Linked DNA regions of Mus musculus: all the other regions are linked to region 2. A link is a contact called in public HiChIP or PLAC-seq, Micro-C and promoter capture Hi-C data. All regions are on one chromosome and are shown on one strand. Each heading gives the region's core, a stretch centred on a gene start, on an enhancer-like site or on the middle of the called end of the contact. The rest is flanking DNA. Distances are from core to core; before and after follow the strand shown.

Region 1 (4,535 bases), core at 1,811-4,310, 270 kb after region 2:
CAGCACAGCCCAGACCAAATGTTAACCTATACCTTATTATCCCTGTGCTTAAGAGATAGAAGTAGGAGGATCAGAAGTTGAGGGCTGACCTTTCAGAAACCCCTAAGATGAGGTCGGCCTAGACTACAATGAGACCCTGTCTTAAAACAAATGAATCAAGAATAGGATAAATACAGGAACATACTTCAGGCAGACTGAGAAGCAGCAAATTGTTAATCCTATGGTTTAGTGTGTGTGTATTCTACTTTTGCCTGCCAACTTACAATACCATAGACCACTTCCTCTCAGTTACCTGTCTTTTCCTGCATGCATTCCCATTCAGAGGCCATTCACATGGCTGCTTTCCCCCATGCCTCGTTTCTGTTTTTCCTGCCTCAGAGAGTTGAACCCAGAAGTTCACACGTGCTGAGTTTGGTTTAAGATGGTTCAGCACATGGTTAGAGTATTTTAAGTTAGCAAATAGCACAATTACATAAATGACATGTAGCTGACTAGACAAACAATCCAACAACAGACAGATGTAGTGAGAAGCTGGAATCCTGGAGATAAGGCTGTGTGTTTTTCAGAAAGTCAACATCTCTGGGCCTTAGCTCCAGGTTTGTTTGTTTGTTTGTTTGTTTGGGTGATTTGAGACAAGGTTTCTCTGTGCAGCCCTAGCCCTGGAACTAGCTCTGTAGATCATGCTGGCCTTGAACTCATAGAGATCTGCCTGCCTCTGCCTCCTGAGTGCTGGGACTAAAGGCAGGTGCTACTATCACCTGGCTGCTAGTTCCAGGTTTTTTAACAAAAAGATGGGTAATGGGACTCCCTAGAGGACCCTGGTTTGTGGAAAGAAACACTTAGCAAATCTGTTCTTAGCATCAGTTCATGACGCAGGATTGAAGGAGCTCAGTGGCAGTGTTTACTCAGCACGTGTGAACTTCTGGGTTCAGCTCTCTGCAGCAGGAAAAACAGAAACAAGGCATGGGGAAAGCAGCCATGTGAATGGCCTCTGAATGGGAACGCATGCAGGAAAAGACAGGCAACTGAGAGGAAGTGGTCTATGATATTGTGAATTGGCAGGCAAAAGTAGAATACACACACACACACCTCACACACACACACCCCTGGGAAGGTTAGTGTGTGTCAGAGTTTTTTTGTTAGGCAACAAATATGCTCTACTCTGCCATAGTTCCTGGAAGACAAGGCAATTTTGCCTCGATTTGTATGTAGACTTCAAGTTGGAAATCTAGCACAAAGGTGAGTACTTCCCCTCTAACAGCAGCACAAGCAGTAATTAGCGGAACTGCTGGGGGAAAGAATTCTGTGAACAACAGGCATCCAAAGGCTAAGGCTCTGGCCAAGAGAAACACTGTTAATCCCAGGGAAGGAAAAGGAAACATTTATCAAACCACTATTTAGCAGACCCCCTGTTGGGTTCTTCCATTTACAGTCTCTTGAAACCACCTAATAAATAAATCAGTTACATGGGACCCGGCTGGCTGACAAGGAAACCGAGTCAAGTAAGAACTACTTACTAGTTACCTATTTTGAAAAACCCAACACCCATGTTTCCTATTCATGGTTAAGTTTACCCTCCATTCTGTGAAAGTATATAACATTCCTCCTTTCTGTCTTCAGTTCCAAACTGAAAGACAAAAAGAGAATAGAAAAGGAGATGGCCTATGGTGGATGTTCCTGGCACTGACGTTATCAGGAGAAAAATCTCAAAGGAAAGTAGCCCCCCCCCCTTTTTTTTTTTCAAGGTCAGAGCTTTCGCAGAGAAACCCGGCAGTACTGGGACTGACTAGATAAACGATGCACCTGTGCCCAGCCATAGATAAAATCTACGGTGTGCATTCGCATTCATCTAATGCAAAGCTGACTGTATCTGTAGATTTTTGACCCAAATGCTGTGGCCTGAGACTTTGCAAAAGCACAAAGACTTGCAAGTACAAACCAACAGGTTATAACTGCCAAGCGGTTAGAGGAACGAATTACAAAACCAACAGACAACACTGGCCCTCCTGTACAACTGTACAAAACACTTCCTGCCACCAGCCCTGACATTAAAAAAACAGAAAGACAGTCGAGGCTTGGGAGGAGGGCTGCTCGCTCCCCCACAATTTCTTATCAGACTTCTCCCCGGGTATCCTCCAGCTAGGGAGTCATGCGTTGCATTCTTTCAATCGCCCCCTCCCCTTACGAAAATTCATCCAATGCATCCTTCAAATTTGCAATCAAGGCGCCTGGAGATAAGCATAATGTAATCTAGAGCAGGGACGCCAAGTTCAAAGGTGCCGAAGGCTTCAAGATCGTCTAAAAAGAACTCTCTCTGGACCTTACTATCTCCACCTCAAGGATAGGGGAAGGGGAAGGCTTGCTGGCAAGCAAACAATAAAGGACACTTTCCCTAAAACTCTGAGCAGCGCACTTTATGGATTCGCAGACTCCAGGCCGTTACCCGCAGCTATGCGTCCGCGTCTCCACCCTCCCGGGGCAGGCTGGGCTGCAGATACCCGCTGGAGTGGTCGCGGGAAAGCGGGCGTCCCTGGCAGCAGCAAAGGAGAGGAAAGCAGGGAAAGGCCAGCGCGCGGCCCCAAAGCCCGGTACTGCACGGACCCACGCGGACTCCTCCTCGGCAGCCCTTACGGTCGCTCAGAGAAAGCTCGGAGGAAGATCCAAGCGCGCCGCCATCCTTCCCTGCGATCTCCGCGCCTGTCAGTGCGCCAAAGTGGCTGCCACCCACGAACAGGTGCGAAAGCATCCATCCCGGCGGAGCTCCGCTCGGCCCGCGCCCCGCGCTCGCCGGGCCACGGTGCCTGCCGCCCCCCGCCCAACCCGGACCTCACGGCGCCAGCAGCCTGGCCGCACCCCAGTGCCTTGGCACCCGCCAAGTTCCTGAAGCAGGCGGCTCACCTCTCTGCCTGAGCGGCTACGGGGAGCACCGGACGGCAGCAGGACCGCGCGAGCAGGAGGATGTGCAAGCGGGCGCGGGAACAGAAGCAAGCTGCAGCCGCGATGCAAGAGGAAGGCGCCCGGCAGCTTCAACCCCGGCGTGGGCTGACCGTGACGTCACAATGGCGCGGCCAGCCAATCCGAGCCCGGAGGCAGGATCAAGCGCTATGATGTCATGCGGCCTTGGAACCAATCCTGGGGCGATAGAACTTTCGTGATTGTAAATTCCAGAATCAGATGCGGTGAGCAGAGGAAGCCAGGGTTGGTCTCCTGTGGTTCACGTGTCTCGGGGCAGTTTTCTTGCTTCTTCCTAATAAGCCTGCGTGGGACGCAGAGTCTGCGCAATAGCCACAGTGAAGTTCTGGATGCCCTGAACTCTTTCCAACAGCCGGGGGGCAGGGGCAGGCTTGGCGGTGGTTTTTTTGTTTTTGTTTTTGTTTTGGCAGGTGCCCACCCACCTAACGGGTTTCGCCACCATTGTGAAGGGGACCCTTTTCATGGTTTTAGCAAGGGTTCTAAAACCTAGGTGGAGCTGCTGTTGCGCAAATTGAAGCAACAGAAATCACTCAGAACTTTGCAACCGTAATTCTAGGATAGGTTGATCACACACTATTGGGAGTTTTGATATTTCTACTCTACGAAATTATCAGTCTTGTAATGAAATACTGTAATGTCTTTCAGCTGGGCAAATTCAAAGACTTAAAAGGGACGCAGGTACAAACATAAGAGCCTTTCTAGTTTTCGCTGCTGTTTGATAAATCAAGGCCTACAACTCTTACTTCAAACGTTAGAAATGTAACCTTTTGTTGTGCCCCCTTTGCTTTACACCCACTGACACAACACAGCCAAGCAGTCATTCAGTGTAGAAACATTTTTTTTAAATTATAGTAAAATGTTTATTGTATATTCAGCAATGTTCCAGGACCCAGACCACTGTCATAGGAATACGAATATACAAACTATAAACATTAGATAATTTAAACATTCACAAATTGCTGTAGCAATAACAATTAGTTGCCATTCATTTCTATAAACACTGAGTAAGGACCGCCTTCCCCGCAACAGTGCTGAGTGCTAACCATAAGTGCATGTCTGTCTGTCTATACAGGAAGTGTCGTTCAAGTGGCATGTGAGTGGTCATCTGTGCAACCTGGCCTCCTAGCATTCACCGTGTTCATTGTAATTGTCTCGTAGCTTTCACATACCAGGGACCGCTAAGATCTGTAGGCAAGTAATGCACTAAATCTAGCTTGTTTCTCCCCTCAATGGCATTTACAAGGCTCGAGGCATCATCTGCGACAGTTCTTTGTAATCTGGAGTATGACAAGAAGTCCTAACCATTTTTTTTTTTTTTTTGAATGGGTGAAGCATGAACTCAGCGGTGCCATGTTTGATCCCTGTTTCAGCTCCACTTGCCATCCGTGTTCCTCCTGTTCAGGATTCTTAACTCTTCTCTAGGCTATTTACTAGCAAGGCATACTCTTCTCTTCCTAGGGTTCCCAGTGTGTAATTTACATATGCAATCAGAGGCAGGCGGGACCTTCCCTGACACAGCAGCTAAATTTACTCCACTCCACAAGGTGTGAAATGACCAGCCT
Region 2 (3,970 bases), core at 1,194-3,693:
CACAAAGGTACTCTATGGCTGGCCCCTGCTTCCTTTCTAAGTAGGTAAAAAATAACTGAGATTTTCCTAGAGAGAATATGTGTGTGAGAGTGTGGGCATGTATGTGTGGTGTGCATGTGTGAGCATGTGTGGACGCCCAAATACTAATGAGTATTTTCAAATTCAAATTCAGTTAAAACCCCACTTAAGTCTTATGTATTTCAGCTAAAGTCATCCCCGTTGGGTCCTGGCAAATGTATTTATTGAGTGCTCTGCTGCATATACACCCATATGCCAGAAGAGGGCATCAGTTCCCCTTATAGATGGTTGTGAGCCACCATTTGGTTTCTATGGGGATTGCAACCCCAAAGGAAGAACAATATCAACTGGACCAACCCAGAATTCCCAGAGACTAAACCACCAACCAAAGAGAGATTCATGGTACCAGATACTTATGTAGCAGAGGATGGCCTTATCTGATATCAAAGGGAGGCCCTCTGTCCTGTGGACATTTGATGCCCCAGCTCAGGGGGGTGCTAGAACAGTCGGGGGGCGGGGGTAGGTGAATGGGTGGAGGAGCACCCTCATAAAGGCAAAGGGGAGGGGGCAGAGGGGGGTGGGATGGCAGGGTTGTGGAGGGGTAACCGGGAAGGGGAATATCATTTGAACTGTAAACAAATAAAATCATTTTTTAAAAAAAAGTCTTATGTATTTACTTTGTTGTGCCCAGATTGTAAAAACCCCAAAGAGACCATCAGGAATCACAACCTGCTATAATTGCATGAGGGTCTTTATTCAAGCTCGAGCTTGGGCCACCAACCTTCCTGATGAAACAGGAAAGAGAGTGAACCCCCAGGTCTAAGTGAAGGGGGTTTATAAAGGAAAAAACTGCAGGCCGGGTTTCCAAGCCTTGGCATTCCATGAGAGGGTAAAGGAATTCTGCTCTTCAAACCTGATATCAGGTTTGTTCTGACAGCGGGGCGGAACGTGCAGCTGGAAAGGAACCTTTCCGACCTGGGAAAAGTACCTTGTGCTATAGGAAGCTGGTGTAGTTTTACAACTGGCCACAGCTGTCTGGGAACACTTAATTGTCTCTTTTTCATAGTCTAAGAGTGGGCTGTTATCATTTCAAGGGTATTGGGTTCTGTTTCCTTCGAGGGCAGGAGCCATCTGCACCTGAGAAAAGTTGGTTGTTAATCAAAAGGGGGTATGAGTCTCAGGGGAGGCTACGGGATGCTGCTTTCTTGTTCCCAAGGCTGGCATTTGCGCTCCCGAGTACGTACACACACACACACACACACACACACACACACACACACACACACACACACACACACACACACACACACACACACACACACACACACACACACACGAGCATCGTCACAGGGAGGGAGTGCTAACTGCTCTGACTCCACACAGGGCCAGGAGAGTGTAGGATTTGATGTGCAGGTTTCTCAGGTCTCTTCAACTTTTGAAGTTATAATGTGTGAGGGTGTTTTGGTGTGCCCAGTCATACTTAAGCTGTGCACAGACAACGCACGCGTGTCCATTGGATAGATGTCCATTTGCTATTTTCTTCAGAATCATGAGAGACTAGAAGTTAGACAGACAGGGAGAGGGGCCATGGATATGTAAGAAACCTGATGAACTTCCAAGATGGCTGGCTTCTTCTATACCCTCCAGGCTGAGACAAAAGCCTGGCCCCTTAAAACCAGGGCCTTGCAGGCTTTTACCTCCCAGCAGCAGGCCACTGCTGAGGGACTAACTCAACACCTTCTAGGCCATCTGGATTAGGGCTGGTTTACACGAGAGTCACAGGCCAGAGAAACTTCTTTTCTTTAAAGTGATTACCCTATATTGGGGGGGGGGGGTCTTCAGAGACTAAACAAACAAACAAACAAACAAATCCAGCCCTCGAGAAGAGATCGGGGATTTTTAGATTTTGTGGCTTCAGTGTTGCAGATCTTTTCTCTGTGTGTCTGCTGCATGTGGGTGGTTGCTTGCCTCCAGCAAGCCCCCTTCTTCAGCTGCTGAGTCTCTGCTCCTGTCTGCAGGGTTTGAGATTTCTTCACTGCTATCTGTTGCAGTTGAAATTCCTCCTGCCTTTTAATTACTTAAATGGCAGAGAAAACGAACCCTACCAAGACCTTTAGACCATACCAACCGCTCATCTACTAGGCAGAAAAAATTTGTGCCTTTTATTTGGCCTAAACAAGCTTTGAGATAGTGAACAGCAAATAAATCACAAAGTTAAAACAATTGCGGATTATAAACTGTAGCTTTAGCAAAATTATGTAACTACTCAGTGCAAGAGGAGTACACACACACACACGCACGCACACACATGTACGCACTCACTCACCTTATTCTTGTGGGATTGTTGTCTCCAGGCACTGGAAAGAAGCGGTTCTGCGAGCGAAAGTTCACCGTCCTGCAGGTCGTTTTGGAAGCTCCGCCCACCAGCCATTGAACATTTAAGAAATGTACACGCCCCCTAGGCACGTTGGTTAACGCTTTGTTTCCCGGGGAGAAGAACAGGTTTGCTCTAAAAGTTTTCGCTGACTCATTACTGAGTACACTCTTTGGGGGTGCTGACGCGAGGACTCCGATTCCTGTGCTGGAAGTGTTTACATTCTCTACGGGGGAACCCAGTAATATAAGCAGTTCAGATAAATGCACTGTATTCAAAATAACTATAACATCAACCTATTGAAAGGTTAGAGCTTGCAGATTTGTGAATTCATTGTATTCATTGCCAACAAAAGTACAGTAGAGAGGAATCAGCGACTGGGAGCATCGTGCTGTGGTCCATTCTTGTGATGCTAAAATAGACACTCAAGACTTTATTTTTGAAAACAAATTAGAGACGTACAGTTCTGGAGGTTGGGCAAGCCAAAATTGAGGGGCTTTCTTTCACTTGCTGAGGATGGGGTAAAATAAAAGAAAAAAAAAAGTGTGCCCTCCCTTGACGAGAGAGAAAGCGGCAAGCTCGTGCATTCACCTTAGGGGTGGACTCCCGATGAATGGGAAACTTTGCCCCCTCCCTCTCTTTCTCCTTAAAGAATTTTTTCCCCTTTCATTTTACCCTGTAGAATGGGGCAGATGGTTAAAAAGGCATGACCGCCATTCCTGGAACAGTCATAGGCAGCCCATCAAGAACCGTTTGTAGTTAAGGTTACAGGTGGGGCATAGCTCTGCCTTTGAGAAACAGAGGTACAGTCATGAACAGGAATAAACCTAGTTTGTCTTTACTGTAGGACGGCTTTGAAGCCTAAAACTGAGGCAAGCTAGTTCTTCAGTACCTAACCCGCTCCTCAGTGACATTAATTCACTCGTGACAGCGGAGCCCTCATCCACCTTATCACCTCTTTAAAAGTGCTGCCCCTCAAACCAGTTGCCCCAATGCAAAATGGCTTACGTTTCTGTAACAGGCTGGCAAAAATACATTTGAAAAGAGACACTTTGTGTCTCTCAGTCCGACTATCAGACTACGGAAACAATGGACCTCAAAGAAAAGGGACACTCCCCAGGAATCCAGTCAGAGGGGGATCTTGTCTCCTGGGAAACATTCCTTTGGCACAGTTTCTAAGAGTTAGTCAGAACGTCTTACAAGATGAGACTGAAGCACAGAAAAGCAGTGAGCACACGTGACCACTGCCTAGACCAGGACCGCTTAGATGTGCGTGCCTGAGGCTCTCTGGTTAAACTCTGAACTCACTTCAGTACCTGGAAGATGGACTTGAGGTGGGGAAGATGGGTGTGTCCCTGGATGCCTGGATCCCTGTTCTTTTTCCATATTGACTAAGTTTCCTTTTTCTGCTCTCTGCCCCCACCCCCACCCCCGGCCCCCCAAGACAGGCTTTCTCTGGTCTAGCCCGGCAGCCCTGGAATTTGCTCCCTAGACTAGGTTGGCCTCAAACTTACAGAGGTCTGCCTGCCTTTGCTGGGATTAAATCAAATTTAATTGTAGATCAATCATCTTAACTCT
Region 3 (4,458 bases), core at 1,660-4,159, 440 kb after region 2:
CTCTTGTACATAAGGCTGACATCATCTTCTGGGCATGAGACTGCCAGAAGAAATATAAAAGTACCACAAGAGAGGCTAGGTGTGTGTACTCCAAAAGTCATGAAGCCCCTGGAGGGGAGAGACCAAGGCTTCACTGAAGTGTCGTTCAGGAGCACCAGAACGGTGGGGGCTTCTCCTTACCATCTAGGAACTTCTCACAGTTCTAATCCTTCCAGTGTCAGGCTATTTCAAAGGAAACGTCCAACACTGGAAGGTTGGGGGGGGGGGGGAATCAGTTCATAGATTTTTTTTTTTCTTCTCATATGTTTACATTTTTTTCCATTTTTTATTAGGTATTTAGCTCATTTACATTTCCAATGCTATACCAAAGGTCCCCCATACCCACCCACCCCCACTCCCCTACCCACCCACTCCCCCTTTTTGGCCCTGGCTTTCCCCTGTACTGGGGCATATAAAGTTTGCAAGTCCAATGGGCCTCTCTTTCCAGTGATGGCCGACAGTTCATAGATTTCTATGTAACTTATGACAAGAATATTTGCAAAAAGAAATTTGGAAATGCAATATCAGCAGGCGCTAAGTTTTCAAGGGATATTGCTGATGTCATCTAATGTAGGAACAGTGCTAGCCAGGCAACTTACTGTCGGAGGATTACCTGTGGAGTCCAACTTCTCTACAGACCTGCCTAGCATGCTCTGTTCAGGAAGTCTTAACTGTCAGGCAATGATGGTGTACACCTTTAAGCCCAGCACTCAGGAGGCAGAAGCAGGCGGATCTCTGCGTGAGTCTGTGGCCAGCCTGGTCTACACAGTGAGTTTCAGAACAGTCAGGACTACACAGAGAAACCCTGTCTTTAAAAACAGTGTTAATTGGTTGAAATGCTGGGCCCAACATTCTCCCCCTATACAGACAGAATACAAGTGCACAAGATTGCCTGGCTTCTTCAGTCTCCTTGATAAGGATTGTGGGGAGGAAGGTAAACTTGGTACCGACTCTATTCACCAGATCCCGTCACGATGGAAATGTGTGGTACACCTGAGGTCCTGCTCTGCTGTTCCTCTCACACCACTCACTTTACTCGTCTGCCATGGGAAGTCTCTCCAAACAGGCAGTTAGTTGTACATGCTCTTCCTGCCAACAGGGGGAGCGTTTTTTTTTTTTTTTTCTAAAACAGAAAGAAGGATCTGGATCCGGGAGGTTCCTGGTTAGTAGAGAAAAGGCAAGGGGCATGGTGAACCACTGTGCTTCGACTGCACTGAACATCTGCGGATGAAGTTCAACTCCAAATGGTTATAAAGACATTCATTTGTTTTTATTTTTGTCTTTATGGAGTCCTAGCAAGACAGCGAAAAGTAAATTTTTGATTGCTCAACAGTGGCTGGTTCCATGAGAACCTTAAAGGACGCCACAATTTGCTGCTGCCAACTATATATATTTCCTAGTTAGGCCCTAGGAAAAACAAGTGGATAAAACCCATAATATCCCTGCCCTGTATATGATACACGGAACACAAATGAAGAACTGTCAAATGTAAATACACAACAAACTTTGGACTAAAACTGGAGAACTGCCAAACGAGTGTGTCCCTTTCCTGAAAGAAAATGTGGTGATAGACAATTTTTTTTGTAGGAATATATATTAGTCCTAATACTTCCTTAGGCCAAGCATAATTCTTTCAGCTGCAGATGGCAGAATCATCTACCAACATTAGATACAGAAAAACTAACTTTTCGCAAGCTAGTCTATGCCGGTACAGCAACACTTTGAAACTTAGCCCAAGGATAATACTAAACGATAAATACATACAGGAGTGGCACGCTATCTGCCGTAAATGCCAACCCCACACAATAAAGGTCAGACTCAAGAGGTTATTTAACTTTATGTATCTTTTTATCAATGTGCTTATTTAAAAATAGGGGATGCACACACAAAAAAATGTTTTTAGCGTTGCCGCTTTCAGATGGTTCGAACAAATGGGTCCCAGAGATCATGCACAAGTTTTAGCATTGACTGGTAACGCTTAGCTGCTGGCTCTAACCAGTCTTACCTAACCTCTAAGTTGTAAGCATTTACAGTTAAACCGGATAATGAAGTCTCCCGTCTTTTAGGAAGACAACCCCAAGTCCTTAGGTCTAGCAATGTATTTGTTGCAATGTATAACTCTAAAGTTTGCGGACAGATGTGAGATGTGTCAGGCGTTTAAGAAAAAGAGCTAGAGAAAACCGAGGGCCGAAGCAAACACCCTGGAGATTTGAAACGTGATAGCAAGCCAGCCGGGCAAGTCGGTCCTGTACACACTCATCTCCAAGGCGAACAGTGCGACCGGACGCCGGGAGGCAGATATTCACACTCCTCCCGCTCAGGCCCTCCCTGTGTCCGAGCGGCTTGCCTCCCGACAGGAATGAATGAGCCCGAGTGGCCAGCGCCGAGCCCGGGCCGGTGGCGGGGCCGCGGGCGGCCTGGCCGAACAAAGGCGCGCGGGCTCACCTCGTCACCCCACTTGAGCACGTCCTTGTGCCGGTCCTTGACTGCGTGGTAGATGTGCAGGAACTGGAGGATGCCGTGCCTCCGCACGTGGTCGGCGTGGCGCTGGGTCTCTTCCCAGCTCAGTGGCGAGCCTTGGGACAGCAGCCCCATGGCCGCGTCCTCCTCCCGGCCGCAGCTCCGCTCTGGGGGCGCCCTCGGGCCGCGCGGCGGGCGTCCCGTCCGTTCCCGCTCCGGCTCGGACCCCGCCGCGCGGTTGACAGCCCGGGTCGGGGTCTCTCGCCGCCGCCCGGTCTCGCGCTCCCACGCCGGCCCTGCGGCCCTGGCCGCCGCGGCAGCGCTCCACTCGGCGCCGCCGGTGTCGTGCACGGGCTTCCTACTTGCGACCCAAAGCTGCGGCGACACAGAGCATGCCCAGTTCCGCGCCTGCCGCTCCGTGCGCCGCGCTCCAGATTTTATAGGCTGCGGCGGGGGCGGGGAACGAAGCGGCAGGTCGTGGGTGGGGCCTGGGGCGGGGGCGGGGCTGAGGCCGAGGGTGTCCGCGGGGGGGCGGGGCTGTCTGCGAATAAGGACTGAAAAGTCTGGGTCCTAAGAGAAAACTGGGTCAAAAAAAAAAAAAAAAAAAAAAAAAAAAAGGGAGGGGGGGAGAGGGAGAGAGAGAGAGAGAGAGAGCTGAAATATCTGAATATCTGTTCAACTCTGTACTGGTAGAAAGGGTATAAAGTTAAGAGTAATCCTTTTTTTTTTTTTCTTTTTTCTTCTTGGTTTTTCAAGACAGGGTTTCTCTGTGTAGCCCTGGCTGTCCTGGACTGGCTTTGCTGGACTCGAACTCATAGAGATCCTCCTGCCTCCCATGTGCTGGGATCAATTATGTGCACTACCACGCCTGGCTGAGTAATACTGTGTGAGTGTGTGTGCGTGTGTGTGTATGTGTGGTTTTTCGAGACAGGGTTTCTCTGTGTAGCCCTGGCTGTCCTGGAACTCACTCTGTAGTCCAGGCTGGCCTTGAACTCAGAAATCTGCCTGCCTCTGTCTCCCAAGTGTTGGGATTAAAGGCATGTGCCACCACTGCCTGGCTGAGTAATACTTTTTAATAAATGTTGTACGACTCCACATGGCATGGATATGCATAGAGTTGATTGCTGGTTATTTACATGCGTCCATGTATGGGCAGGGATTAGATATATGTATATCATCATTGTAAACCCTGTACGTTAACTATTTGCCAATGGGATCTCTGGTCGGCACAGAGATCACTCACTGTGCAAAAGAGGTCTTGTCTTGTCTTGTCTCCAAGTGTGCAGTGTGAGAAGTTTCTTCAGAAGTTTCCCCACCTTCAGAACCGAAGGTCCATCCAGCGGTGGTCATTCTATTGCTCAGGAGAGCTTTACCCTGAGTGCGGAAGGCTCTGGGAACTGGATTCCGTGGGAACGAAGGGAAGGTACCTTGCCCGAATAGTTATTCGATTAATGTTTTGCAACTGTATAAATATATGCAGTAACTAGATGATCCATTCATGTACAGAGGGCAGAAAACATTTATTACACCCTCCCCCCCCCCACACACACATTGTAACTACATTTTCAACATGTAGTTACTTAGAGACAAGATCTCACTAGATAGCCCAACCTGGCCTTGAACTCCAGGCAGCCATCGTGCCTCAGCCTCCTGAGTGTTGGGATTAGAGGCATGGACTTCCACATTTGCTTTAGATTTAATAGTTAATGAACACTCATCACAACATTCAATGAACACTAATCGATGAATGCATGATAGGAATATTTCCTCATTGAATGAGGCCATCAAAGAGCTTGGGGCCACAGATACTGAAAGTGTGGCTGTGATTTGCACAGTGGAATGCATTTAAGTATGTGCACAGGTTAGATGGCATCTAAAACTGAGGAGACATGATGCTGTCTCTCTCTCGCACATAGCTGGAATAATATTCTTTTAAAAAACCATTCTAACACCACCACC
Region 4 (4,441 bases), core at 487-2,986, 340 kb before region 2:
TTCAGTGGCTTTTCTTACCCTGTCCTGCCATTTTGCTTTATCCACTTATCCCTGGGGGGACTTAGGGTTCTCTAGTTCGAGGACGTTGTTAATAAAGCTGGTGTGAGTTGCTAAGAGACAATTCAGTAGATAAAGATGCTTGCTGAAGCCGGGCGTGGTGGTGCACGCCTTTAATCCCAGCACTCGGGACGCAGAGGCAGGCGGATTTCTGAGTTCGAGGACAGCCTGGTCTACAAAGTGAGTTCCAGGGACAGCCAGGGCTACACAGAAAAAACCTGTCTCGAAAAACAAAAAAAAAAAAAAAAAAAGATGCTTGCTGAAAAGCCTGAGTTCCATCCCAGGCACCACGAGAGGAGGGACTCTCATCACACACACACACTACGTAATTTAGAAATGATTTTTTTTAATAATGCTGATAAGTACACTCATGTGTAGACATTCTGTATTCCCAAAACAAAAACTATTAAGACAGACCAAACAAAACGTTAAAAGCATTTGTGAATAGTGAAGGAGGGATTAGGTTTTCTCTTCTAAATTTTCATTTTATCTTGTTGAGACTGGGTCTCCTACATCCAAGGCTGCCCTTCAGTCCCTGACCTTGCTGCTTCCACCTCACAAAAGCCAAGACCTCAGGCCTGTGCCACCAGAACTCCTTTATTTAACTAGAATGTTTGGAAATTAAAAAGAAAAATCAATCATGGGGGGGGGGGGCGGGGGGAGGACCGTCAGGGTCAATCTGGAACTGACTAAAGGCTAAGAAAGCCAAAGCAGGCCTCTCTGGCGCTGGGCTTTAAGTGCCTGCACCCTCGGGCATCGCCGGTTTGGCTAGGCTGTAAAGTGGCACTGTGGGACAAAGTGGCACTTGTTGATATTCACGGCAGCCACGGGCCTTGCCAAATGGCTGATTTACTTTGCCTGGAGTTTGTCCCTCAGCTCTGCCTCTTCCTACACTCTCTTACCCCAGTATAAAGCCCTTCTTTTTTAATGTTTTTTTTTTTCTAATAACCACATTTTTCTATTTTGAAACAGTTTCAGGAAATCCAAACTGGCCTCAAACTGACTCTGTAATGAGGGCTGGCCTGGATCCCCCTGCCTCCACCTGGCGGCAAGTGCTGGGATTGCAAGCATGCCACACCACGCCCAGACAGTCATTCATTCACGCATTCGTTATTTATTTACTTATTTTAATAATTTAAGTCCGTGTGTGAAGGTCAGAAGACAGCTTATTGAAACCGGTTTTCGGTTTCCGCCTTCCCAAGGGACTGAACCCAGGTCTTCAGGCTTGATAGAAGCTCCTTTACCCTTGGAGCCACCGAGCCTGTCCAAAGATTTTTAAGAGAACTATTTTTAAAACACACAAACGCTCTTCTCTTCTGACGCTTGGGACTTACGACAGGTTCCATGCCGCACTCACCTTCCGCGTGAATTTTTTGACACCCCCCCCCCGGCCCCCCAGAAACTCGGATTTGCCCCACGGCAGCGGGCGTTTCCCCTGGGGGAGGAGCAAGAAGAGCTTACAGCACTCGGGAAGCACGAGTTTGACTCATGCCTTAGCGGACTCAGGAAACCCGATTAGCAAAACCTAGATTTCTTTGTCTGGAGAAAGGAGATGACTCACAGAAACCACGTGCAAAAGAAAGGCATTTAAAAGGGCTCGATGGAAAGTCACTGCGGGCTGGGGAGCCCCTGGCGTCACCCGCCCGCGCTCCCGCCTCTGGCCGCTGGAGGCAGCAGGGTCACGAGGCAAAAAGACTTTCCTGACCCTTGCTTCTCAGTTTTTGTTCTAAAAGGCAATGTTAGCTCCTAACCGCAATTCTGGCCAAGTGTGGTGACTTTGAAACCAAACCTGGAGCCACAATGTTGTTAAAGAGCCACGTTGTTATTAAGTCTCCATACCTTACAAGAATAAATTTGTTTCCTAAGCCTAATAATGTATTCTACAAACCATGTTTTTCAACCTGTGCTTAACTTGTAACCCCATGATGTATATACCCTTTGTAAATCCCTTTGCCTTGCTAAACCCCTGAATCTGTAAGCTATGATTGCCCTTTTGCCTTACGGAAATGTTTTTCCAGATACCTTGATGAGTGCCCTTCCACACCCCACAGACTGCCTTAGGTCCTGAGTAGCCCCTCTCCTCCACCACCATGTCCCCACCCCAACTTCTATGTCCAGGGGCTAACAGCCAATTATCTCAACAGCTCTTCTCTATCAACCCTAACCCTTCCACATATAAGAGACCTCAAAAGCCAGTGAGGGGATGTTCTGAGACCCGAACTTAGGGAAAGTGCACAGTCTAAACACAGCTTGCTTTAATCAGACAGTCGTCGAAATAGTTTTTTTCTCCGGTCTAAGGTTGACCCACATTTTAAACCCCAACACTAGGAAGGCACAAAGGGCCATTTCTGTGGATTCCAGGCCAGCCTTGTGTACATAGCAAATTACAGCCCAGGCTACATAGACCCTGTCTCGAAACAATATTGCCTTTAATCCCAACTCTAAGATCAGGTGTTGAAAGTCATCCTCAACTACATAGTGAGTTTGAGACCAAAACTGCAGGGCCCCATACACAGAATAGGAGCCTGGCATGGTTACATATGTCTACAATACCCAAGTGTAAACAGGTGAAGTTAGAAGACTGCAAATTTGTGGCTAGCCTGGACTACAAATAGAAACCACGTCTCAAAATGGAACAAAATCAAGAACTCCACCTCTGAAACCTTTGGCCCCATTCCCACTATAGCTGAAGGCCAGCATGGATCTCAGTACAGAACTGGCTTTTCTGCCAAGAACAGGGACTTCAGAAAGAAGTTGGCTGAGGCCTGGAAGTTAGAAGGTGGTTCCTTAAAAATGCAGTCAGTTGTTTAATAGAGAATTTGCTGTCTTTGGGATTTCTCCTGCAGAACTTTCGAGGAGTAGAGAAGCTTCAGCCAATATTGAGAAAGCCAATAGAAGTCAGACATGGTGGATGGACCATTCCTGCAATCCTAGCACTTGGGGTGTAGAGAAAGGTGTGCTAGCTCAGAATCAGCTAGGACTACAGTCTTAGGCCAGCCTTGGTAGATAGCAAGACCCAGGCTCAAAAAGAACTAATTTAGCTCACGGCTTTAATTGCAGCCCCTGGAGGCAGAGGTAGGCAGATCTCCTTGAGTTCAAGGCCAGTCTGGTCTACAGCTGGAGCTCCGGGACAGCCAATGACGTGTTAGAATGGCGGGTAGCCGCTCAACAGCACACTAGGCCAAAGCAGTTCAGCGTGGAAAAGGTTCTATTGGAAGGGAGAGACAAAGTAGTGGCAGAGAGAGAAGAAGAGGGGGAGAAAGAAAAGAGGGGGAAGAAAGAGCGAGGAAGGGATGTTCTCCTTATTTATATGGAAAATGACATAACAAGTAAGGGTGGGAGGTGAGCCAAGTGAATGCTGGGAAGATGGTGCCCGTTGTCTTGGCAACCGGTCTGGAGGTTGCAGGTCGCGCTGTGGCCTATGTGATATCATAGGTTTGGAATGTCCTGATGCCAACATACCTCCCTTCTTGTTATTATAAAGAGAAGGGAAGAAAAAGGGTGTGGGAGCAGGGCGTGGTGGCGCACGCCTTTGATCCCAGCACTCGGCAGGCGGATTTCTGAGTTTGAGGCCAGCCTGGTCTACAAAGAGAGTTCCAGGACATACGGAGAAACCCTGTCTCAAAAGAAAAAAAGAAAAGAAAAAGAAAAAGGGCGGGGGGAGCCGATGGTGAAAAGGGAACGAGGGTGTCGTGTCTCTTAAGCTGCTTCCTGCTGTCTAGGGGTGTCGTCAATTTTGGGGTGTAGTCAATTTTGGGGTGTAGCTGGCTCTCACCATCGGGATCCACTAGACAAACATTCACATCGGGTTCCTCTGTGGACAGCAGCTCTTCTGTGGGCAGTGGCTGGTAATCCTGTAATAGCTGATTAATAGTTTGGTTAGAAGTGTTTTGTATTTGTCGTTGAAGAAACGTAGAAACAAGATTAATGAAGCAAGGAGCAAATGATACCGCCTGGAAGATGACTAGGAAAGGTGTTACGAAAGAGTATCCACTTCCATATAGGATTTTCAAAAATCCCAAAACTGGAGGTCTCACGGTCTCTGAAGTTCTTGATGTCTGACTGTAGCTCCTGGCTTTTATTTCTCACTATCCTGGATTGGTTGGCGTAGAAACAGCATTCTTGGAGGAACAAGCAAAACCACCTTCTTTAACTGTCAGGACAGCTAGCCTCTGTCAGGTCAGGGAGATGTAAGGCTGCGTGCGGCCTTAAGGAGAGTCTGTTGGAGCCTCCGAAAGGGCTTGGTAACAGGTTTGAGAAGTGGTTCGTGGGTGGGGGCCTAACACTGCTTTCATATAAGGGGAGAAAAAGAAGGGAAAAGGAAGGAACCCAGGAACATAAGAAGTTAGCCATTCCTAGGAATGATAAAATCTCTTCCTCTGTA
Region 5 (4,171 bases), core at 1,194-3,693, 420 kb before region 2:
AAATAACTCGAGTAGAGGAATTTACACCTCAGTTTCTGGTATAAACACACATTTAGATAAACACACATTTAGTTATATTTGACTTTTTTTTTTTTTTGCTTTTATTGACAATGCTTAACAAGTTGCACTCACTGGATATGTAAGTGCTCTTGTAATCAGGAAAAATGGAGAATATATATCCATTTTAATGGGAAAAAAGATGTTTTGTGTATTAATAGTCCCTAGGTTTAATTTTCCCTTAATAGTAGAAAGAAAAAAAAAGATACTCCTGACCATAATTAGAACTCAAGCTTGAAACAAAAGATGTTGGTTCTCTATAATTGGCCAACACTTTTCACAAGGCTCTCTTCCCCCTCCCACACTCACATCACCTCTAAGCTACTGGAGTTTGTTTTTCTTTGTTCGTTTGTTTGTTTATTTAGGTTTTGTTGCTGCTGCTGCTGTTCTATAAAACTGAATTATGTCGCTCTTCTTTCCTTCCCACTGGCTTACTTAATAAAATCCACTGCACCCAATAACCATGGTGTTCTGTGAGACAGGCATCTATCTCTGCCCATTCTCTGGGTAGACACTGGCCTGCATTTCCCACCCTCCTGGCCATCTGTATATGAGCAATGGTGGCAAGCAGAGTTTCCAGGCCAGGCCCACAAACACCTCCCACGTAGGAAACTCCGGATGTTCTTCCCCTGCAGTCTGATTCGATGCAGCCACACACGGAAGGAATCTGGCTCTTTGTCCACTTGTTGGAACACTCGGGGACAATTTCAGACTTCACAGGTGTTAGAATCAAACAGGCACCTGTGGAAGTCACGGCTAATTTGCAAAGGGGCACTGTGGAAATCACTGCAAACTTGTTTGTGCTCCTCTGTTGTGTTGCCTAGCCCAGGGCTCTATTACCATATTCCAAGTGTGACTGTTAGACAGTGCAGTTTCTCTTACCTCTGTGAAAGACTCCTTCTGCTTCCAGGATGGATCTCGATTTGTTGGAAGCTATCTTGAACACCTGAGCCTTTACAAGGACCTGTGGGGGGCTATTTTCCAGGAGATCCACCCCAATAGTCACATTTGCTCCGGGTCTGATGATCCCTGGGGCTGTCACCAGAAAGCGGGACCTAAAGAGTTGCCAACAAAAGAAAAGCAAAGTATCTTATTTACACACACCCCACTTCGATTTCTGAAAGGGGGTGGGGGATCTCTGCACTGCTCCACTACACTATTTACAGTGAACGTGGTGCCTCTGCTGTTTCGTAAGGCCATGAAATGCTACGGAAACCATAATTCCTCAAACAGTTCAAAGGCACAGGAGCCAGAAGGGAAAAATAAGCCACTGCAAAATGCAAGTCTCCAAGCCTCGTTAAGGTGACTTCATCTCCACATTATTTTCTTAGGAAGCACGCGCACGAGCGCATGTGTGCACACACACACCCCTAGATTTATGATTCAGCCTGCTCAAATCTATATAACGGGGGGGGGGGTCATCTAACTAGTCCCATTAATTGAAATCACCACCTGACCACCTGAAAATAAATACCCAGCAATGAAATCTCCGAGTTAGGAAACATGAAAGTCCCCCAAGGAGGCCGGGTGTGGTAATTGCACGCCTAGACTCCTGCCACTCAAAACTGAAGACTGCCCAGCCTGAGCTACAAATGAACACACACACGTAAAAATAACGATTTCTTTGCTGGGGGAAAAAAAAAACCACTTAAGAAATGGAGCAATTTATACAGTCTAATTTTTGTTAATCTTCCTACAGTCTTTGATATAGCATTCTCATCCTACTCCGGTCACCTCAGTCACACTGACAGTGTCACGGTAGAAACATCCAGTTTAGAAAAAAAAAAGTCTCTGAAAAAGAGGTACATTATTGAGGAGCAACAAGTTGCGAGGCAAAAGGCAGAGCAGCGTGAACTACAGCTAGAACGACGTTCTTTGACAAGTTGTCGCAGCACAAGGACCCTAAAGAAAGCCCCCCTGGCGGGTCCCACATGCCGCGCGCATCCCCTGCGCGGGCGCCCTCCAGCCCGCGCTCCTACCCTGGGGCGGCCAGCGCGACCGCGCACAAGCAGAGAAGGTGGGCCGCGCTCAGGAGCCTCCGACTGCGCATCTCGGCGTCTGCCCGTGGGGTCTGCAGCCCGCCAAGTGCGCGCCCTGCGGGGTGTGGTTGGCCACCTCCTGCCCTGGCCTGTCCCGCTTCACACCAGGGTTTAGCAATCTGAAATGGGCGCGCCTAAAAGCAGAGGGATCTAAATTGAGACTTGATGGCTCCACCCATCCCGCTGCATCACAATGGCGCTTCTGGCTTCTCCCAGGCTAACGTCGCGCTGTCCCGTTGCTGAGAAAAGCGGTCTCTGCACGCGGTGGCCACAACCTGGCCCCAACTTTCCTGCTCCCCAGGGAGAACATAGGGAGCCCATTTCCCCCGCCACCGGGAACCTGGGGTTTGTTTACTCTAGCGCTCTACCAGGGATGCCCGGAGTGAATAAGCAGGCCCATCCTTGTGAGCGGCATCCAGGGCAGCTATGTGAACTGAGGAAAAGTCAATCATTGTCCTCCAGACGATGAGTCAGAAGTTTAGGAAAATGGCAAGCGTTCGCGTGCCTACACACACACACACACACACACACACACATGCACATTCACACATCGGTAGGTATATATTGGTAGTTTCTGTATATGTATGAAAAAGCGGGGGGGGGGACTTTTTTTTTTAAGATAAAAGTTGATGTTTACTTAACTCCCTAAGAAAATGTTACGGTTTCTCTAATTTAAAAAAGGGTGCCTACCCCTGAATGTGACCCCAGCACCTAGTTTTTATTTAAAGAAAGGCGGGAGAGGAAGAGGAGGGAGAGAAGGAAAGGGGAACATGGGGGGGGGGGGGGTCTGGCACAAGTAAAAAGTTACGTGATGCCACTTGGAACTCAGAAGCAACTGCTTGGGAAAATGGTTGGGTCCTTGTAATCATCGCTAAGCACATTTTTCTGCCGAAAGTACTCATTAGAATCCTGAGTTTGTAACAATTTGTCAGAACATAGGGTCCCGAGAGAAGTGTGGCGCTGGGAATGAAGGTGACCAGCGTTCGTTGGTGCCCAGCAATTACTGATCACTGCTTTTCTGAACCCAGGTTTTCTGAAGCTGCCTCCCCCACACCCTACTTGGCACCACCCCTGTCTTCAGATGACTCGGTTTCACCATGACTACCCCATAAAAGCCGGGAACTGCCAAAGACTTGGAAAATAGGCACATTCAGTCCCTGAGGACTTAAACTTTCTCATTTCCAAAAGGTATTTTAGATAATGACGGTCTGGTTTGGAACGAAACGCAACTAGAGAAACGTTGAATGTTTTAACTGTCTGCTAAATGGAGGGAGGTGGCACCTGGACCAAGTGTGGGTTTGGGAGCACAGAAATTGCTTTCCTCCCTTCCTGTCCCGGCCTTGGTCACCCTGCTGAACGTCTGAAGATATCCCTTGTGTCCTGTTCTAAGGGCAGCCTATTGTTAGTGGTCATCATCCTGTGCAAGTGGGACTAGGGTATGGTGAGAAGTGTCTGAATGTGCCACGGGGTGCAGCTGGCTCTTGGCACAGCTGCTAGACTGATCTCCTCAGCTCCCTGATACAGGGAGGAGGAGCAGGTTCGAGTGTGGGCAATGAGCCAAGTTCTAAATCTGTGTTTGTCACACTCTACTGTGTGTGAGAGTCACATCAAGATGTGGATGTTGATTCAGCCGGTCCCGGGTGGAAACTGCAACTCTTCTTTCCATCCATGGACAGCAAGTAGTCCATAGAGTCTCCAGGTAGGGGCAATTAGGGACACTGATGAGAAAAACAAAAAAACAAAAACAAAAAGTTGGAGTAACTGGGTTACTTCCCAAGACAGGATTTCATAGTAAAGGACAAGAAATGCAGTCGGGGATAAATATGATATGATAACAAAATATGATAGCATTGTGTTCCAAGATTAATAGAGAAGATTAGAACCAATAGGATCATTTCAACCGTGCAGTCTTTAGGTTGCTATAACCTCCAGGTTTATGTCTTCCTCATCACGATACACTTTTGGTAACAGACTCAGCCTCACAGGATGTCCCTATTACAAGGACGAATAGACTCAGAAAAAAAAAAAAAAAAAAAAAAGAAACCCTGTCTCAAAAAAAAAAAAAAAAAATCCCT
Region 6 (4,526 bases), core at 118-2,617, 400 kb before region 2:
GCCAAAAAGGATGATCTTAGCAATAAAGGAGAGGAGATACAGTGTTGAACAAACCTATTGGCTCACACAGGATAGCAGAGGTGCAGAAAGATGAGAACCCCGAGGCTAATGAAATCTGAAGCCGTCTGTTGGAGGAGTTCAGGGGTGGGGGGGTGGGTACAAGGGGATGAGTTAGGGAAGCTGGGTTTGTTTGTTTGTTTGTTTTTGTTTTTTTGAGACAGGGTTTCTCTGTGTAGCCCTGGCTGTCCTAGAACTCACTCTGTAGACCAGGCTGGCCTCGAACTCAGAAATCTGCCTGCCTCTGCCTCCCGAGTGCTGGGATTAAAGGTGTCGCCACCACGCCCGGCTTGAAGCTGATCTTTTTGTTCTAATCAAACCTTCAAACAAATTGAAATCCACTCACATGGAGGACAAGCAAACTGACACATCAAATTAACCACACCAGAAGTGCTGTTTGTACATACATTTTATAAGAATTTGCCAGGCGGGTATGCACAAACTCAAGGGCTTTATCTCTACAGCTGTCTTTTTGAAAACTTGCCCATCAGCATTTACTGGCCCAAGAGTTAGGGATATCTTTAGTAAATCTCAGTCAGCCCTTCTTCTAGACAGGGGCCTCACCTGACTTTCTGAGCCTCTGCTCTTCCTTGGTCTGCGTGGAAATCTCTAAGGGCGTCTACCACATCTGTCTTTTCCATCGGTCTGCAGATATGGCTTTTATTACTCAGAGGCCCGATGGCCCCACCAAGGCTGACTGAAGCATTTTCCTAGTTCCTCTTTCTTAGAGTCAGCAGTAGGGAAAATCTGTCCAAATTAGATTTACAGAGAAAACTCCCCCACGCTCATACATCACGTGGCCTGCCCGCTGGGGATGTAGGTCAATGGTATGTATCAGCGTTAGTCTAATATGTGTGAGGCCCTGGGTACAATCAACAGTATCTTCCTAAAGAGAAAAGGCAGCTGCCTACATTGGGGTTCACCTCTGAAACAGTCAATTTCGTCGGACAAAACATGATTTCCTTTGCTACTTTTCAAAAGCCATATGCTGTCACAAAACGGACAAAGACTGAAAACTATTATAGACATTTAGAAGGCAAATAGTCCCTGCCCATTTCCCTAGCTCCCTATCACTGCGAGATGCAAACCCCATCGCCGCCTTCAGGCTGTCCAATGCCCGGGCTTTTACTAGTGTAACAGAGTCCTGGGCTCCCTACCGCTGGTGACACACATCTTGCACAGCGCAAACGCCACGCCCAACCCAACCCTGCCCACAGCGGGAAATTGCCCGAAACTAAAATGGCGCCTTAGGAACAGGCAACCAGATATGGGCGTGTCCTGGGGCGGGGCAATATCCTGCCCCGCCCAGCCAGCACGGCGAAGGGCTGTCCTGCCGAGAGCTAGGTTGGCCAAGCAACGACGCCGGCACATCTGCTCTCCAGGCGTTATGAGGCCCCTGCTTCGGGGTCCGGCGGGAAACGACGATGAGGAGAGCTCGGACAGCACCCCGCTCCTGCCGGGCGCCCGGCAGACCGAAGCGGGTGAGCTGCGGGACCACCGAGTGATTGCTAGTGGCAGCGTTCCTGGCGGGCGGGTGGTTCCCGGCCGTGGGCGCCTTGAAGGAGTGGCTGCGGGGTCGGGGGGACAGGTAGCCGCTGTAGTGCTGTGGGTCGGGACGGAGGTGCCTGTGGCGCTGGCGGGACTGAAGCAATTCAGGGTCGGAGGGGTACCCGATCCGAGTCAATAAGCAAAGGGGCCAAAGTGCTTCTTGCTCCCCTCCAGCGGCCGCCAGGTTTCCGCTTATGCCGGCCTGTAAACATGTGATCTGGTAGCGCCTTGTTGGGGAGGAGAGACAAAAACAAAACAACAACAAAGAAGAGTTAACAGCTGTTGAGTGTGCGGGGGACAGTTGCATAATCCCGCGAATATCTTGTGCTGTAAGACACCAAAATATTGCAGACATTTCTATTTTTTCCTTGTCTATCAGACTGCAATTTAAGTTAGGAAACAGGTTATTCTCAAGATAAGATATCTTTAGCACTCTAAGACAATATGCCGTACTAGAGGTCTTGCAGGTGCTACTTCAAAAAGCATCTTCATTGCGGGGGGGGGGGGGGGGGGCGCATGTTGCACAGAGGTATAGTCCTTGCCTGACAAGGTTCTAGTCTCCATACCCACCATCCCCCAAAACACAAGTATGTGTCTTCACTGGATTTCGCTACACTTTTGTAATGTAGCTTCCTGAAGCTACAGAAAACTAAAGGACAAATCGGCTTGGACACATTCAAGGATATAGGTGTGAGAAAGAATTGAACTGGAAATTTGCCTTTGTTGGCCCGGAACAGTCTTCTGTCGGTATGTCTTTTGTTGACATTACCAAAGAATTCTTTCGTAACTGTTTTAACCATCCTTCCCACTTGTGTGGGTAACTACCCTACTTTCTGACTTTATTCAGACTACTTCTGTTGGCTTTTGGGTGATCTGTTTTGGTTTTGTTTTTATTTTTAGAATAGTTTGTTAGGGAACTGGAAAGATGGCTCAGCAGTTAGAGCACTGGTTGCTCTTCCAGGGGACGAGGGTTCAGTTCCCAGCACCCACATGGAAGCTTACAACCATCCATAACTCCAGCTCAAGAGAGCCAACACCCTCCCTACTCAGACACACCTGTGGTACACAGACATACATACAGGCAAACATTCGTACATAGAACAGATTTTTTTTTTAAAATCTAAAATAGAATGTTTTATTTTGAAAAGTGTAAGGCATCAGTAGGTCAAACCTAGGACTTGCATTTTTTTGGTTGGTTGCTTGGTTTTCTTTGAGACAGGGTCTCATGTAGCCCCAGCTGGCCTCTATTTTGTAGCTGCAGGTGACTTAGTTCTCCTGACCTTCCTGCCTCCACCTCCTGAATGCGTGGTAAGCAAGCATTCTGTCCACTGATTCACACCTCCTGCCCCCTTGGCTTCCCTCTTGGGTTAGAATCGAAGTTTGACACTTTGCCACTGCTCTGGATTCCCTGTCCCTGTCCTCCGTCATCACATCCTCCTTGGTGCCACAGACACGTGGCACCGGAAGTTGCACGCAAGGCCGATTGCTCCGCCAGTTTGGTAGGGATATCTACCTTCCCGGCCGTCCTGTCTGTTCCACTAGGAGCCTCGTGCCCCACAAAGCTTAATTTCCCACAAATGAGAAATACACTTCTTAACACGTGAGCTCGATCTCCAGGATCCAGAGAAGGCAGTGATAGCAATTCAGTTCCTGAAGTTTCTGTGTGCTGAGTAGTGTTCTGTGTACTTTGCGGTTCATCTTCATCGTTCTGTAACAGGAGCTCAATACAGTAAGCGCTCGACGGTAATGTGAACTATTTGTTAGTAAACCAGCTCGGGGGAAGGAAGGTCCTATGTTCTCCCTGTGCCTCTCTCACATCCCTACTTCTGCAGGCCCTGGTCCTGCTTTTGCTAGAATGGCTGTGCTCACACCCACCCCACCCCCGCAGCTACCTGGCAACTTCTGCCCGTTGAGGAAGCCTCTGTTAAATATCCCTCTTCCAAAAAAGACCTTTCCTGGCTCGTCTCCCGAGATTCTCAGGCCTCCTTTCTCCCTTACATAGGTACGTAGCACTTTATTTGATTAGAAATGCTTTCTCAGAGCCAGCCAATGATGGCACTCGCCTCTCATCCCAGAACTTGGAAAGCAGAGGCAGGCGGATTGCTGAGTTCAGGACCAGCCTGGCCTAGAGCAAGAGTTCCAGGATAGACAAGGCTACACAGAGAGACCCTGTCTTGAACCCCCTCCCCCAAGCAAACAAACAAACAAACAAACAGAAAGTGCTTTCTCAGGTATGGAGATGGGGACTATGTGAATGGACACTGTGAGTCCCTGTGGTTTTTAATCCCCACAGCTCGGCTGATATGGATAGTCTCAGGGAAGCCTGCAATGTTAAACAGGCAGGGTTGTCTCGACAACAGAAGATGTGTATAACCTGTTTTCCACCCAGAAGGTTGGGAGTGGGTGTGGTTAATAGTCTAGTGACCTGTGCTATCTGTAGGGCCAGGCCACACCTGACTCCCCCAGACTTTTGTTTATTCCAGACTCTTCCTCTCCAGAGCTTTATCTCGGACATTGTTTCTCAATCGATAAGAATTCATCTTTATGGAAGAGATCACATGTACTTTGTAATGCCATAAGCTTCGTCATGCACACGGGATTGAGTTAATTGTCGCCAGGAAACCTTTTTCCAAAATTGTACTGTACTTAAATGTGCCTAAAGCAAACGGTCCTTCCGGGCGGGGTTTGAACCAACACCAGCTGCTGAACTGCGTGCATTAAGCCAGATTTCCTTCTTGCCTCACTTGTATCAACACTCTGCGGGCTGTGTTGTTGGCAGAGAACCCCACAATCAACGCTCAATATGAGGGGCTCAACCATCAGAGATGGTAAGAAATTTTTCCTTTAAATAGAAGCAGAAGGCAAGAATTCAGTCGTCTTGCCCAAGGAGTCAGGATCTTAAGTGGGAGAGTGCAAAGGAT

What was found. Promoter capture Hi-C pulls out the DNA fragments that hold promoters and counts their contacts. A called contact is a pair of places that touch in the nucleus more often than the background predicts. HiChIP or PLAC-seq counts read pairs in DNA pulled down with a chosen protein or histone mark. Capture Hi-C pulls out chosen DNA fragments and counts their contacts.
Region 1: a contact with region 2 is called in a promoter capture Hi-C map of the HPC-7 cell line. The contact joins the promoter of Elovl5 here to the promoter of Gsta4 in region 2. A contact is called at or near these places in 4 of 39 promoter capture datasets (the HPC-7 cell line, cranial neural crest, liver and 1 more), 2 of 484 Hi-C or Micro-C datasets (CD4 T cells and Sertoli cells), 2 of 115 datasets of contacts at active chromatin or transcription factors (embryonic stem cells and memory CD8 T cells) and 1 of 9 other capture datasets (liver).
Region 3: a contact with region 2 is called in a promoter capture Hi-C map of adipose tissue, with 2.5 times the contacts expected there. The contact joins the promoter of Gclc here to the promoter of Gsta4 in region 2. A contact is called at or near these places in 1 of 39 promoter capture datasets (embryonic stem cells), 8 of 484 Hi-C or Micro-C datasets (CD4 T cells, CD8 T cells, double positive thymocytes and 2 more), 3 of 115 datasets of contacts at active chromatin or transcription factors (embryonic stem cells, large pre-B cells and thymic regulatory T cells) and 2 of 9 other capture datasets (adipose tissue and liver).
Region 4: a Micro-C map of embryonic stem cells shows a contact between it and region 2, with 3 times the contacts expected there. The contact joins the enhancer-like site here to the promoter of Gsta4 in region 2. A contact is called at or near these places in 1 of 39 promoter capture datasets (embryonic stem cells), 5 of 484 Hi-C or Micro-C datasets (all in embryonic stem cells) and 5 of 115 datasets of contacts at active chromatin or transcription factors (embryonic stem cells, extraembryonic endoderm stem cells and pancreatic cancer cells).
Region 5: a contact with region 2 is called in an HNF4G HiChIP or PLAC-seq map of pancreatic cancer cells. The contact joins the promoter of Cd109 here to the promoter of Gsta4 in region 2.
Region 6: an H3K27ac HiChIP or PLAC-seq map of microglia shows a contact between it and region 2, with 4 times the contacts expected there. The contact joins the promoter of Slc17a5 here to the promoter of Gsta4 in region 2. A contact is called at or near these places in 1 of 484 Hi-C or Micro-C datasets (CD4 T cells), 2 of 115 datasets of contacts at active chromatin or transcription factors (extraembryonic endoderm stem cells and microglia) and 2 of 9 other capture datasets (adipose tissue and embryonic stem cells).

The regions. Positions count from the first base shown.
Region 1 is chr9:77,915,890-77,920,424 of GRCm38.p6, reverse strand. It overlaps Elovl5 (ELOVL family member 5, elongation of long chain fatty acids (yeast)), which reads right to left and starts at 3,060. Exons shown (of 8, transcript NM_134255.3): 1 at 2,899-3,060.
Region 2 is chr9:78,190,439-78,194,408 of GRCm38.p6, reverse strand. It overlaps Gsta4 (glutathione S-transferase, alpha 4), which reads right to left and starts at 2,443. Exons shown (of 7, transcript NM_010357.3): 1 at 2,345-2,443.
Region 3 is chr9:77,752,986-77,757,443 of GRCm38.p6, reverse strand. Gclc (glutamate-cysteine ligase, catalytic subunit) reads right to left here and starts at 2,909. Exons shown (of 16, transcript NM_010295.2): 1 at 2,485-2,909. The coding sequence starts at 2,634.
Region 4 is chr9:78,524,701-78,529,141 of GRCm38.p6, reverse strand. No RefSeq gene overlaps it. Among named protein-coding and RNA genes, the nearest start is that of Eef1a1, 45 kb to the right of the region's middle. Within about 2 kb of position 1,736, at least 404 of the 459 cell types and tissues checked have an H3K27ac peak or open chromatin away from gene starts, as enhancers often do. A contact at or near this core is called in embryonic stem cells, extraembryonic endoderm stem cells and pancreatic cancer cells, where this site is marked.
Region 5 is chr9:78,613,818-78,617,988 of GRCm38.p6, reverse strand. It overlaps Cd109 (CD109 antigen), which reads right to left and starts at 2,443. Exons shown (of 33, transcript NM_153098.3): 1 at 2,037-2,443; 2 at 940-1,112. The coding sequence starts at 2,107.
Region 6 is chr9:78,584,886-78,589,411 of GRCm38.p6, reverse strand. It overlaps Slc17a5 (solute carrier family 17 (anion/sugar transporter), member 5), which reads left to right and starts at 1,367. Exons shown (of 11, transcript NM_172773.3): 1 at 1,367-1,538. The coding sequence starts at 1,445.